Regions from separate parts of the Oryctolagus cuniculus genome. Here region 1 is linked to region 2. A link is a contact called in public Micro-C data. All regions are on one chromosome and are shown on one strand. The core of a region is the stretch at or near the end of the contact, and the rest is flanking DNA. Distances in the headings are between cores, read along the strand shown. Region 1 holds the start of LOC138849333 (microtubule cross-linking factor 1-like). Region 2 holds the start of ACTL6A (actin like 6A).

What was found. Hi-C and Micro-C count contacts between places; a contact is called where the count stands out from the background.
Region 1: a Micro-C map of ear pinna shows a contact between it and region 2, with 4 times the contacts expected there. The contact joins the promoter of LOC138849333 here to the promoter of ACTL6A in region 2. A contact is called at or near these places in 3 of 6 Hi-C or Micro-C datasets (ear pinna, embryonic fibroblasts and an unstated tissue).

What each region holds. Positions count from the first base shown.
Region 1 is chr4:100,488,429-100,495,063 of mOryCun1.1, reverse strand. LOC138849333 (microtubule cross-linking factor 1-like) reads right to left here and starts at 2,476. Exons shown (of 4, transcript XR_011388043.1): 1 at 1,911-2,476. It overlaps ZNF639 (zinc finger protein 639), which reads left to right and starts at 1,989. Exons shown (of 6, transcript XM_070072481.1): 1 at 1,989-2,173; 2 at 4,560-4,758.
Region 2 is chr4:100,245,980-100,252,138 of mOryCun1.1, reverse strand. ACTL6A (actin like 6A) reads left to right here and starts at 2,335. Exons shown (of 14, transcript XM_002716442.5): 1 at 2,335-2,545. The coding sequence starts at 2,521. It also overlaps the pseudogene LOC100346731.

The sequences.
Region 1 (6,635 bases), core at 1,227-3,726, 240 kb before region 2:
TTCCCAGCTGCCTCCCTGCCCTGGAGGAAGAGAAGAAAAGAGAGCCACAACATTGCAACTAATCCAAGAACTTTATGTTGTGTTCAATTTGTGATTACATTAAATGTTAGCTGAGGGGCTGGCACTGTGGCGTACTAGGCTAAGCTCCACTGCAGCGCCAGCATTCCTTACAGACACCAGTTCAAGACCTGTCTGCTCCTCTTCCTATCCACCTCTCTGCTGTGGCCTAGAATGTAGAAGATGCCCAAGTTCTTGGGCCCCCACATCCGCGTGGGAGGCCCAAAAGCTCCTGGCTCCTGGCTTTGGATCGGCCCAGCTCTGCTGTTGCAGCCATTTGGGGAGTCAACCAGTAGATGAAAGACCTTTCTCTCTCTCTCTCTGTAACTCCACCTGTCAAATAAATATTTTTTAATAAATGATATCTGAACATTTTAAGGCTCTTCTAAGTGGTAACTGTGAGGATTTTTTAAGATAATACACTTGTGGAAGTGGGGGTGCTCATACCACAAAATATTTTAAAACGAAACATCCAAAATATAAAGATTGACACAAGGCTCTATGTGAACAAATCACTAACTCAAGATGGTGTCAGGACACCCTCTTGTGGCTTCCAATGTATCAGGGAGGGAAAAAGCCCAGCCACACCAGAGAGCAAAAGATACATGCTGTATTTTATAACTTTCACAAACTTGTATGCTTTTCTATTCTGTGCCAGGTCCTACTCCTACTAGGACTGAGGGTTCTTCTAAATCTCTTTTACTTTATTCTGGCTATGCTAGCATGCATGAATATTCACTTATTTGGGATGAGTCACACGCAAAAGTTCTGAGGTAATAGACTGAAACTAGTTTTTCAAACAGGTCTTTATCCCCTGGGACGGAGTGAAGGGGCTTGCTTGCGGAAGGGCTGTGATTCTCCCTTTCCAGCAGTTGATCGGTTGATCAGCGCGTGGTTCCCAGAAATAGCACCGCCCTGCAGCCCCGACTTTCCCAGTGACCTTGGGCACCCGATAATCCACAAGGGCTTCATTCATCCACTTAACAAAGATTTGAACCCCAGTTGTGCAGGTTACAAAAAGGAGTTAAGGCCGGAGACTTTAGCCCCTCACAAGCCCACTTTTTCTAATTTGTAAATTGGAACTAACAACCTCGACCGGTTGTCAAAAAAGATTAAACACATGACCACATTTTTAAAGTGATTGTTTTTGAAATGGTGTTCACAAATATATTTTTGCTCATTTATTTATTTTGGAGGCCCCACTGGGATTCCTTTAATCCTCCCTACATCTGTTCCCAGAAACTCAAGGTCAGAACACGATTTAAATAATCGAAACCAATCTCCAGAAACTTTACATTCATTCCACCAAGATTTCCTGACCCAACGAACCGGGCGGAGACCTAAGGATTGACTCACGGACCTTCAAGGGGTCCTCCCTCAAGCCCGGTAACGAGCATCCCAGCTCTGTGAGGTTCTCGGGCGTCGCAAAAGCCACGACGCGGTCCCGCTCTCTCCGTCCCCCACAGGCTGCTGGCTTATTTAGGGTTACAGAACGCCATCTGCCCGGCCTAATCCGGACAAGGCCATTGTCGCGCGTCCCCGGGAGGGGCAGGGTGGGGAGAGGGTGACTCTCGCGGGCGGCGCGCCTTCCACTTCTTCCAGGGCGGGAGGGAGGGCTGGGGACAGGCAGGTCAAGGTCGTCGCGCAGCCAGGCGGGCCGCAATTCCAGCGACTGGAAGCCCCCGCCGCGCTCCGCAGGGGCCGCACCCCGCTCGGGAGCGGCCCGCGGCGGCGCAGAGAAGCCGGCAGGGGGCGCGGGCCTCGGGGCCACCCCCGGGGCTGCCGGCCGGTGGTCCCTCCCAAGCCCGGTGTGCCGTGTGGCCGCGCAGCCCGGTCCCCTGCCCCCAACTCACCTCGTCACCTCCCCGCCCTTTCGGCGGGCCCCTGAGGTGCGCGGCGCAGGCGCGGAACGAGGCAGTGAGTGCGGCCGCGGAGCTGGGGCCTGGCGGACAGGGCGTGGGGCGCGCGCAAAGGAGAGGGGCTGGCCCGGCTGAGTGCCCGGGAGCGCGAGAGCCAGAGCGCCGCCGCCGTGCGCCCGCCGCCTTGCGCCCGCGGGTAAGGCCGCACCGCCCCTCAGAGCTACGCCCGGACCGGCCTGGCGGGCCCGCAGGCACTGGTGAGTGTGAGGGAGGAGCGGGCGGACTGGGCGCTAGACCGCTGCAGGGGACGCAGGCGTGCGGGCGCATCTCCCGACGGGAGAGGGCTGGAAAGACCGGATGGCTTGTTTGAAACTGAAACCCTGTCTTCGTTTTACGGCGGGAGGGCTTCCCCTCCCCCATCCCGAAGGCAGTTCCAGGCCCGGCGAAGGACGCCTCGGCCCCACCTCGCCTCGGCTCTCAGCTGCTGCTTTCCTTACAGCTCCCTTGGGGTCGGGGCTTCAGCGTGCCCTCAGCTCTGGCCGTCAGTCGCAGGCCCGGCGAGGCGGGTGCGTGGCGCTGGGCTGGCGGCTACTGGTCCGGGCGACTCCTGCCGGGCCCGGTGGAGGGCAGCTGAGCTTGGGCCTCTGGGCTCCGGCCGCCCTAGGGTGCCACGCTGGCCCCCGGCACTGCCCGGCGGCTTCGCGGCCCTCCCGCGCCGCAGCCCGCTGCGCTCCGCAAGTTGTCGCCGCGGGAAGCGGGCATCGGCCCTGCCACCCAGAGACTCCCCTCTCGCTCGGGTGCTTTTAAGCCCTTTCTGGTTTTGCTTTCAAGTAGGGCCTAGGGACACGAGTCCTTTGAAGAAGCTTATTTCTGCAAAGAGATAATAGAGTCGTGCCTGAACAGTAGCTATTCGAATATTTGACCAGGTATTTTCAGTACATTCGCTGACATGTGGAGGGCTCTAGTTGAAGCTCCTATGCAGCCATTTTTATGTTTTGTTTCTTTTAAAATCTAGAAAATATATACTTTTATTAGGATGAAAAGGAAACTTTAGCCCTGTTAACTCGTTTAAAATGTGCCTTTTTTTTTTTTTTTTTTTTGCGAAGACTTACTATACATGTTAGGAAGAAAGACCACGTTGCCTGAAAGGCCTATAAAAGGTTCAGTGATTTGATAAACACTATCATGGGTATTGTGTTTTTTGTGTATATATATTCTTGTGTGTGTGTGTGTGTGTGTTTTAAATGACATACCTGGACAACCGTACATATTTGGTTGGGGCCGTAACTAGTTGGGTTGGCTCAGGAATAAATATATGAAACCTTAGAAAACAAAAATGACAGAGGCTGGCGTGTATTGTGTAAGGTGCTTAAAAAAAAAGTTTCCTGTGGGATGATGCCATATTTTGTAAGTTTAAAATATAAACTCATAGGAAAAAGTAAAATAAAAAAAGTAAAAATAAAAGCATAGGAAAAAGTCTAGATAATATACAACAAAATGAACAGTGGGTGAATGGATTCTATTTTTGTTATGTTTTAATCTTCTGATATTCCTGCAGTAGTAGCATGTTATGTGCATAGGGTGTATGAGTAAAATGCCAAACGTGTTGATTATGCATGCAAAAGGTACATAAAAATGTTTGGTGAAGTGAAGAGTGGTTAGCAGTTTTGCTCTGGAGGGGCATCTTACTACTGTGCTGAAAGGAGGTCTAATAAGCATTTTTCAATGTTGTTTTGACTTAAGTAGGAGTTGAACCCTCTATGATCGGTGGTCCTACTTTTCTATCACTTCACAGTTTGAGTCCTGGCTGGCTTACAACACTGGTTTTAATACATGCTTGATTTCCTCTTTCTTATTCAAGCCCTAAAGAAATTGAAATGTATTCTGAAAAAATAACAGTTTTTAGTGTCTTCTTGATGCTTTTTTTTTTAAGAAGGATTTATTTTATTTATTTGAAAGGCAGAGTTACAGAGAGAGGTAGAGATAGAAAGAGGTTTTCCATCCATTGGTTTACTCCCCAGATGCCTATAAGAGCCAGGAGTTTCTTGGTGTCCCACGTGGGTGCAGGGGCCCAGGGACTTGGGCCATCCTCCACTGCCTTCCCAGACACATTAGCAGGGAGCTGGGTTGAGAGTGGAGCACCCAAGACTCGAATCAGCACCCATATGGAATGCCTACTGCAGGCTAGCACTTTAACGCACTGCATCATAGCATCGACCCCCCCCCCTTCTTTTCAGTTTATTTTTTAAATATTGTTTATTTGAAAAACAGAGTCACAGAGAGATAGAGGCAGACAGAGAGAGACAAGTCTTCCACTGGTACACTCCCCAGATGGCTGCAATGGCCAGAGCTAAGCCAATCTCGAGTTAGGAGCCAAGAGCTTCTTCCAAGTCTCCTACGTGGGTACAGGGACCTAAGGACTTGGGACATCTACTGCTTTCCCACACCATAGCAGAGCGCTGGATCAGAAGTAGAGCAGCCAGTACTCGAACAGGCGCCTATATGGGATGCCAGCATTCAAGGTGGTGGCTTTACCCACTATGCCACAGCACTGGCCCCTCTATACTTTTAACACAGGTAGAACATGAAGTGTGAAGCATATCACAACATTTCTGTTAATCTCATGGTTGTCAGTTTCTTTAGGTGATTCTCTTCCCTTCATCACAACTGGTGACGAAGTAAGAACTGAAAGCAAAATGTAACTTGCTGGGGCAGTGCTTAGCAGTGAAGATTTACATACGTAAAATGCTCAGGAGTCCGAAGACATGAGTTTTCATTCCTGGTTCTGCCACTTTGTTGACTTGGCTTTCACTGAATCTGTTTCCTCATCGGTAAAAATGAGGTGGGTTTGGTAGAAGTTCCTTTGGGTACCCCATAGGATTGTTGTGATGATGAAATAGAATAAGGATTAGAAGAATGCTTAATGAACTGAAAAAACACTGTCTTATTACTATATGAGTGCATAATAGATGTTCAGTAAATTATTGTTATTTTAACTTGTGTTATTAAATCTACGAGAATCTTAACAGTGAAAAGTCTTAGACTTAATGTTTGCTTTCATGTACCTATTTTTCCTTATAGCTGAATAAATTATGCAAATTTATATTCCTATTTTGGTGTCAAGATTTAGCTTTAGAAGGTAAATTTGATTTCCAAAAAATAAGAAAAGTTTGCATGTAACACATACTTAGCAACATATACAATTTTTACTAGTAAGTATAATATATTCAAAATAATATTATACCTGAATTCATTCTGTATAACTTTCCAGCTGACTAAAGGTCTGGTACCATGATATTCCTGAATCTTGGAAATGAGCCACATTTTTGTTGATATAATTTCTGTCATGGTTTACTTACAGGCATTTTTTACCATATGAGGACACTTCCCTGTAATTCGTTTTTTTTTCTCACTACAGAATTAAGAATTATACCAAGTAAGTAAAATGTGGTGAAACTAGTTAATTTTTAACAGTTCATTGGCATTTAATCATAAAGTAGTTACTATACCTGTTCTGTTCAAAGTAGAATATTTAATGTGATTATATAAAAAAGGAATTTTTTTAAATTATATTTTGAGATTCTGTGTGTCAATGCTAGTTTTCCTGGAAGCCATGGGGCCAATACAGATTTGTGACAGTATTTTTTAAGGAAATGTATCTTCTGTATGAAAATATTCCCAGTTGTAGGAAATATGCCTATAAGACTTTTCATTTATTTATTTGAAAGGCAGAGTTGCAGAGATGGAGGGAGATGCAGAGAGAGAAAGTGTCTCTGTCTGTTGGTTTATTCCCCAAATAGCTGCAAGCCAGGAGACTGGAATTCCACCCAGGTCTCCCATGTGGGTACAGGGCCCCAAGTGCTTAGGCCATCTGCTGCTGCTTTTCAAGGTACATTAGCAGGGAGCTGGATTGAAAGTGGAGCAGGGGCCGGCGCCAAGCCTTGCAGCGCTGGCACACCGGGTTCTAGTCCCGGTCGGGGCGCCGGATTCTGTCCCAGTTGCCCCTCTTCCAGGCCAGCTCTCTGCTATGGCCCGAGAGTACAGTGGAGGATGACCCAAGTCCTTGGGCCCTGCACCCCATGGGAGACTAGGAGAAGCACCTGGTTCCTGCCATCGGATCAGCGCAGTGCGGCGGCCATTGGAGGGTGAACCAACGGCAAAGGAAGACCTTTCTCTCTGTCTCTTTCTCTCACTGTCCACTGTGCCTATCAAAAAAAAAAAAAGAAAGAAAGAAAGTGGAGCAGTCAGGACACTCATATGTCTCAGGCAGCAGCCTAACCTGCTGCACCACAACACCATTTCCCTATTAAACCTAATATTAATGTGGTGCTATAGGCATTATGGGTTTTTTTATATATAATAATAATAATTTAAGTATAAAGTTTACTGTTATTTGGAACTATCCAGTTCTCACGATTACATCAACACTAAAAACCCAGGCAGAGCAAGGAGGAGCCTGACCTTGCCAGTCTTTTCTAGGTCCCATGGCAGGTTACAGGAGATCAATCACAAGGACAGTCCTGGGCCTCAAGCATTTTTTTTTTTTAATTAGTCATAGTATTTTGGGAAGTACAAGAAAACAAACAAAAGTTCTGCATTTAAACTTGACTGGGAAAGTAATCCAAAATTTCTATTATAAGGTAGATTTTCACATGGCACACATATTTCCTATTGCCTATAAATTCTTCACTTAGAAATAATTTTTATAACTATATCAAC
Region 2 (6,159 bases), core at 1,086-3,585:
CCTCTTTTTTTTTAAGATTTATTTATTTGAAATTTAGAGTTACACAGAGAGAGAAGGAGAGGCAGAGCAAGAGAGGTCTTCTATCCACTGGTTCACTCCCCAATTGGCTACAGTGGTCGGAGCTGCGCTGATCGGAAGCCAGGAGCCAGGAGCTTCTCCCTAGTCTCCCCGCTGAGTGCAGGGGCACAAGGAATTGGGCCATCTTCCACTGTTTTTCCAGGCCATAGCAGAGAGCTGAATTGGAAATGGAGCAGCCAGGACTCAAACCGGTGCCCATCTGGGATGCTGGCACTGCAGGCGGTGGCTTTACCTGCTACACCACAGTGCTGGCCCCTCCAATACCCTTTCAAATGATCAAATGGAGCAAAAACTTTAAACAAAAACACCTCAGTATGATTTTCCAGTATTCTCTTAAACTGCCATTTTCTGTGCTCTTATGGCGCAAATGCCATAAATGAATGAAGCTTGGTTGTGTCCCAAATAAAACTTAGTTTAGGTCACAGAAATGTCAATTTCATCAAATGTTCACATGCCACAAAATAGTCTTAAAAATACTTTTTAAAAACCCATTAAAAAAATGGAATATGCATTCTTAGCTTGAAGGCTGCACAAAAATAGATGGCAGGTAGGATTTGGTCGTAGGGCCATAGCTTGCTGACCTCAGCATTACCTCACCGGGTTGATGGGAGTTTCCTGTTTGATCAGATACACTTGCGATTCTACTGTCAAGTGAACTGGAAAGAGTTTTCTCACAGGCCTTGCTTGGCACCCAACACTTTGTACCACCCCGCAGGCCTGGAGAGGAGGGAGTTCTATTCCATGTTCCTATGGCTAGGGGCAGCCCTTACATGCTTAGACTGTAGACTTAAGAAGGGCTGTCACAGGCACAGGCAGCGACGTGAAGGGTTTGAGCCTCTTTATAGATGAAGCTGCTTGCAGCCTGTGAAGAGGCAGTGACAAGTGGTTGCAGTAATCGAGGGGAGAACGACAGTGGGCTGGCCTGGCTGGTGGAAATCATCTACTAAGCAGAGCAGACAGACTGGAGATGTATTTAGGCTTAGATGCTTGCCTGAATGAGCATCGATTAGCTCGTTCAATACCTGTCTCACCAGATAAAAGAAACGGATGACCTATCTAAATGTAGTTGGTACAATGCATCACGTCTTAGCCATGAATAAGCATTTTAAAAAATTGCAGGATCCTTCCCCTGGTGGGAGTTCTGGCGTGCAGAGGCCAGCTGTTTCGGCCTTTGCTGACGCCAGGCAAGGACACGTCCCTGCCTCTCGCTGGACACCTGGGAAAGGCATTGGCCCGTTACCTCCCCGCTGAGTCAAGTGTTTCCTGGTTCAGAGAGGAAGTGGCGTCATTCATGCCTCACTCCTGGCTTCCGGCTTTGATTTTGTAACCTCTGGCCTTTTTTGATCATTGGAATTGTATATCTAAGTCGGCTTGTGACCTGGCGAGGTGGTCACGGGGCTCTCCTGTCTGCCCGCCTGTTGACTGCTTGCTTTATCAATATTGGGGTTCCCAGTTGTGAGGCAGTGGCCGAGGGTGGCATCTGTGGGGAGAACCTGCCAGAGGCCTGCACGCAGGCCCGAGTCTGCCGGTGAACCGCTCTCCCTGCTGAGAAGCCAAACGCCGCTCCTCTGTGTGACTGGCGGCTGAGCCCTCAACTTGCCCTTGACCTCCACGAAGAACTGCGCGCCGTGAGGCTCCCTCCTTGCCGAAGTTCGGATATGAGTTCGTTTTCCTTTGCCAAGGGACCTGCTGGTGATTGGGAAATGCCTGTGTCTGGGGTTAACAATGGTTTCTAAGTGAATAAACGGGCCATTTAATTCTGTAACAAAAAATTAAAAAAAAAAAATTGCAGGAGCCTATTAATTTGTTTGATTCACTGGTTGACCCTACACAAAGTGGAGTACAATTTTATTCAACAAATGTTGGTTGAAAATGCTTTTTTTATGGAAAATCTTTAAAAATCCGTAAATTCACTGCAGTGCAAGGTCAGGAATTACTGCTCGTTGACACTTTATCCTATTTCCATACTTTATCCCATTTCCAGCCTCTTTCCTGAGCCCCTTCCCGCCCCAGGTTCCCACCGCGCCTCGGCGCCTGGTCACACCCCTGGGCCCGCCCCCCGACGCCTGGCTCTCCCGCTCCCTCCGCCCACCCTGCAAGCTCCGCCCCCTGGAGTCCCGCAACCCAACTCCTGCCCTCCTTCCGTCGCTTTCCGCCCAACCCCGCCCCCATGGCCACCTTCGATTGGCTAAACTGGCGGAGCCGCGGCGGGGATGCAGCGAAGCCGCATTATGATTGGCTGAAAGGTAGGCCTCCCTCCTCGTGATTGGCTGCTAAGGGGAGCCAGCAAGTGTGGCTGAGCTCTCGGGTGTGTGGACGCCGCTTTGTTGCCGGAGGGGGGTGGCGGTGGAAGTTAAGGGGGTCGGGGGCCAGCGCGTGTGGCGGCCGCTGTAGTCACTTCGCCCGGCACCTTTTCGCCCAGGAATCAAGCCGACGGCAGCCATGAGCGGCGGCGTGTACGGGGGAGGTGAGTGAAGGCGGCCCGGCCAGAGAGCGCGCCTTTTTGGCGTGTGGGGTTTGTAACCGCCGCCCCCAGCCCTCCCCTACCCGGCGGTCCCTTCCGGTCTCCCCCTCTCGGGACCCCGGCCTCCCCGCCCCATCCCCGCCCCGCGCTCTGCCCGCCCCCGGAGCCCACCCGGCTCAGCGTGCGCCTCGGGCGCCGGAGGAGCTGGGCTTTTGGGGTCGCGCGTGCTGCTTCCAGCGGGCCGGCCCGCGGCGCCCCGGCTGGAGTGTCTCGCCTCGGGGTGGCAGCCCCGCGTGTGTCTGCAAAATTCGCCCGTGTGGGGCTTGCGTCTGCGTTTAACCTGGGAGGCCCCCAGCAGTTGGCGAGCGCGGACGGAGGGTGTCCGCAACGTCCCATAGAAGGCAGAGCGGCCGCGAGAGGTGGACCGAGGGGAGAGGGGGCGGCCGCCTCGGTCTGCGCCCTGCGCTCGCGCTGCCTCACGTTCCTCAGCAGCTCCTGCCCATTCTTGACCGTGGAGTCTGCGGAGTTACTCGTGGGAGGGCCTGGTTGGGATGAATCTAGAGACACATGCAATTTAAGGACGCCCGGAAGCTTTGCCTGAGGTCCCGGGCGTCTGTTCTCTGGCTTTTCTTGAGTAGACTGTGTTGTGGTACAAAGATTACCACGGGCTGTGGGCATCGTCAAACTTCTCAGCGCCTTGGCCTTGGGCAGTTTACTTTCCCCGACTTTGCGCCGCTCGCTCGTGGGATGGGAATTCCTTAGCCAACGAGGGTGGCTGCCAAGATGGACCGACATGAAGCTACACCTGCTGCTCCAATTGAAGTCCGTGGAGCGGCAATATCAGCATCACCTGCAAGCTGTTTAGAAAGAATCTCAAGGCCCACCCTCCGTTCTACAGAGTCAGGGCTTCCATTTTTGAAAGATGCCCCAGACAATTGGAGCACTCACTGTTGGATTCACATTTTGGGGTGTGTTTGAGTTAGAGACCCAAAAGACAAATCCGAAATACAGTCAGCCTTGAGTAACTGTGGGCTCCACATCTGTGGATCCCACTAACTGTGGACCAGAAGTATTCAGAAAAAATTGCATCTGTATTGAACATGTGCAGATTTTGTTTCTTGTTATTCCCTAAAGTATAACAGCTGTTTACATAGTGTTTACATTGTACTAGGGATTATAAGTAACATAGAGAACACCTACTTAAAGTATCCAGTAGTCTGTGCCACAGGTTATAGGCAAATGCTACATCGGTTTATATAGTCGACTTGAGTATCCAAGGATTTTGGTGTATGGGGGTAGGGTCCTGTAACCAATCCGCTGCAAACACTGAGGGACTATGTGCTTGCTACTGCTACTGTTTTAGTAAGGATTCTCTTTCTGAAGAGGATGGCATTCCGCAGGTAAAGGGATAGGTAACTTTTCTAAGTTCTTAGTATTTTTGGTGGTGTAGTTTCAGAGTCTTCTCTGAGGCAGCATGCTGAGCCTGTTGCCTCCTCCTTCCTATTTTGTGTCCTTGATTTTCTTATTTTTACTTTGGATCTTGTTAATTCACCTCTTCCCCATCTGAAGATTCAGTCTTGACTCCAGAGAAACTGAGTCTAGACTCTTAGGAGCTCCAGGTTCATTGAATCAAGGATCCGGAGGCTGTCCAGTATTCCTTACAAGGCATTGTTTAGTATGACTGGTAGGAATGGGATAATACTAATGCTAGCAGCTAGCATTTATTAGGTGCGTACTGGAGACCAAGAGTATTCCAAAGGTTTTATGTGCATTATTTTTAATCCATGCAGTAACTCCTATAATCTACAACCACCATGTAAGATGGTATTATTATCCCTGTGTTACTGAAGAAAATGATGTAAAGATAGGAAAGGTTAAAAATCAGCCCAAAGTCATAATTATCTAGGGAGTTGAGAGCAAAAATCTCTGAAATAAAGGGCATTTCAGCCAAGCCCTTCCCTACTCCTTTAAAAAAGCCATTTCTTTGGTTATTTCTCTGTGTGTCATGTTTCAGTTATACAACCATAGTATTACCATGTATGACTTAGGTGTTCAGAATAAAACCACTTCTTGCTAGCTTATTCAGAGGAGTGTAAGGATTATTCAGAAAGTTTATGGAAAATGGAGTTGAATGTTTATTTTAGTGTGAACATTTTTGGAATTTAATCAAGAAAGCTTATGAAAAAACATGGATTTCAAAAATTTTTGCACCAAAATACTTAGTTTTTAATTCATTTTCCATGAACTTTTTGAAGTACTCTGATGTTTTAAAGTCTTTCATGTAGAAAGTACTTAGAATTCACAAAAGTAAGTATGATTTTGTGTTTATAGTGGATCATATTTTTCCAAGGAATTTAGTGTTAAAAGCAACCAAACCATTCACTTAAAAATGTTGAGTAATTGGGCCGGTGCTGTGGCATAGTGAGTAAAGCCACCGCCTGCAGTGCCGGCATCCCATGTGGGTGCCGGTTCGAGTCCTGGCTGCTCCATTTCTGATCCAGCTCTCTGCTGTGGCCTGGGAAAGCAGGAGCTTCTTCCAGGTTTCTGACATGGGTGCAGGGGCCCAAGGACTTGGGCCATCTTCTACTGCTTTCTCAGGCCATAGCAGAGAGCTGGATAGGAAGTGGAGCAGCCGCGTCTCGAACCGGCACCCATATGGGATGCCGGCGCTTCAGGACAAGGTGTTAACCCGCTGCACCACCGTGCTGGCCCCCTTTATAAATTTTAAAATTTATGCTTGCCTCTAATTCTAATAATTATTTCCAAGCAAATCTAAAACTGACCTTCAGCTTTAGGTATAATGCATGATTCATCTGGATTTCCATCCTTTCTAAGTAGTTTCTGGGCCTACTTATTGCTCTTGCAATTATCTTCCATGGCACTTCTCTACTTTAAACTCCTTTGCATAACAAAAATAAATGTGTACTACCAGACCAACTTTGATAAATTGTTAGTTTCATCACTCTTGTACTATCCATCTCTCTCCATCCCCCCTACCCCGCCAATCTCTAACCTTAAGAATTTCTCAAAGTTGTCTTCCTTGTGAGTTGGCCACCAATCATGGGGCACTCTGATCCAAACAAAAATAAAACTACCTCCCCACCTCTTCCCAAAGCCATTTGCCTTCAAGATCACATTAGAATGTTTAAAGACCAGGCTAGAAAATTGCTATTCTGTTTTTCTGTTTTCTCAGAGAATTACATCACCTCCTAAACTTGGAAGCCATTTACTCTGGGGCAAAACAGAATCCTCAAGAACTACAAACTGCCCCCCTCCATTATTCTTTTAGTAGAAAAGGGATCCACCCTTGAGCTGAACATTGCATCCTAGGTTTTAAGCATCTATGCCTCTGTGGTTAAGCTATCAAGTCACTGGTCTTCCTTTACCACTCTAATATTGGTGCTTGATTTTTTTTTTTAAACAAAACATGGTACAAGAATTAGATGTGTCTTCCATCCTTGAAACTAAAATTAACTATTACAAAATCCCAAGAACTAAGATCCCTACTCAAAATTCCACTGTATCCAGTTTGATATACAAATTAGGAAAATTAACTGATTTATTAGATTTTTTTCATTTCACAAAACAAATTTTTTTGAGTGCTTGGTATGTGCTAG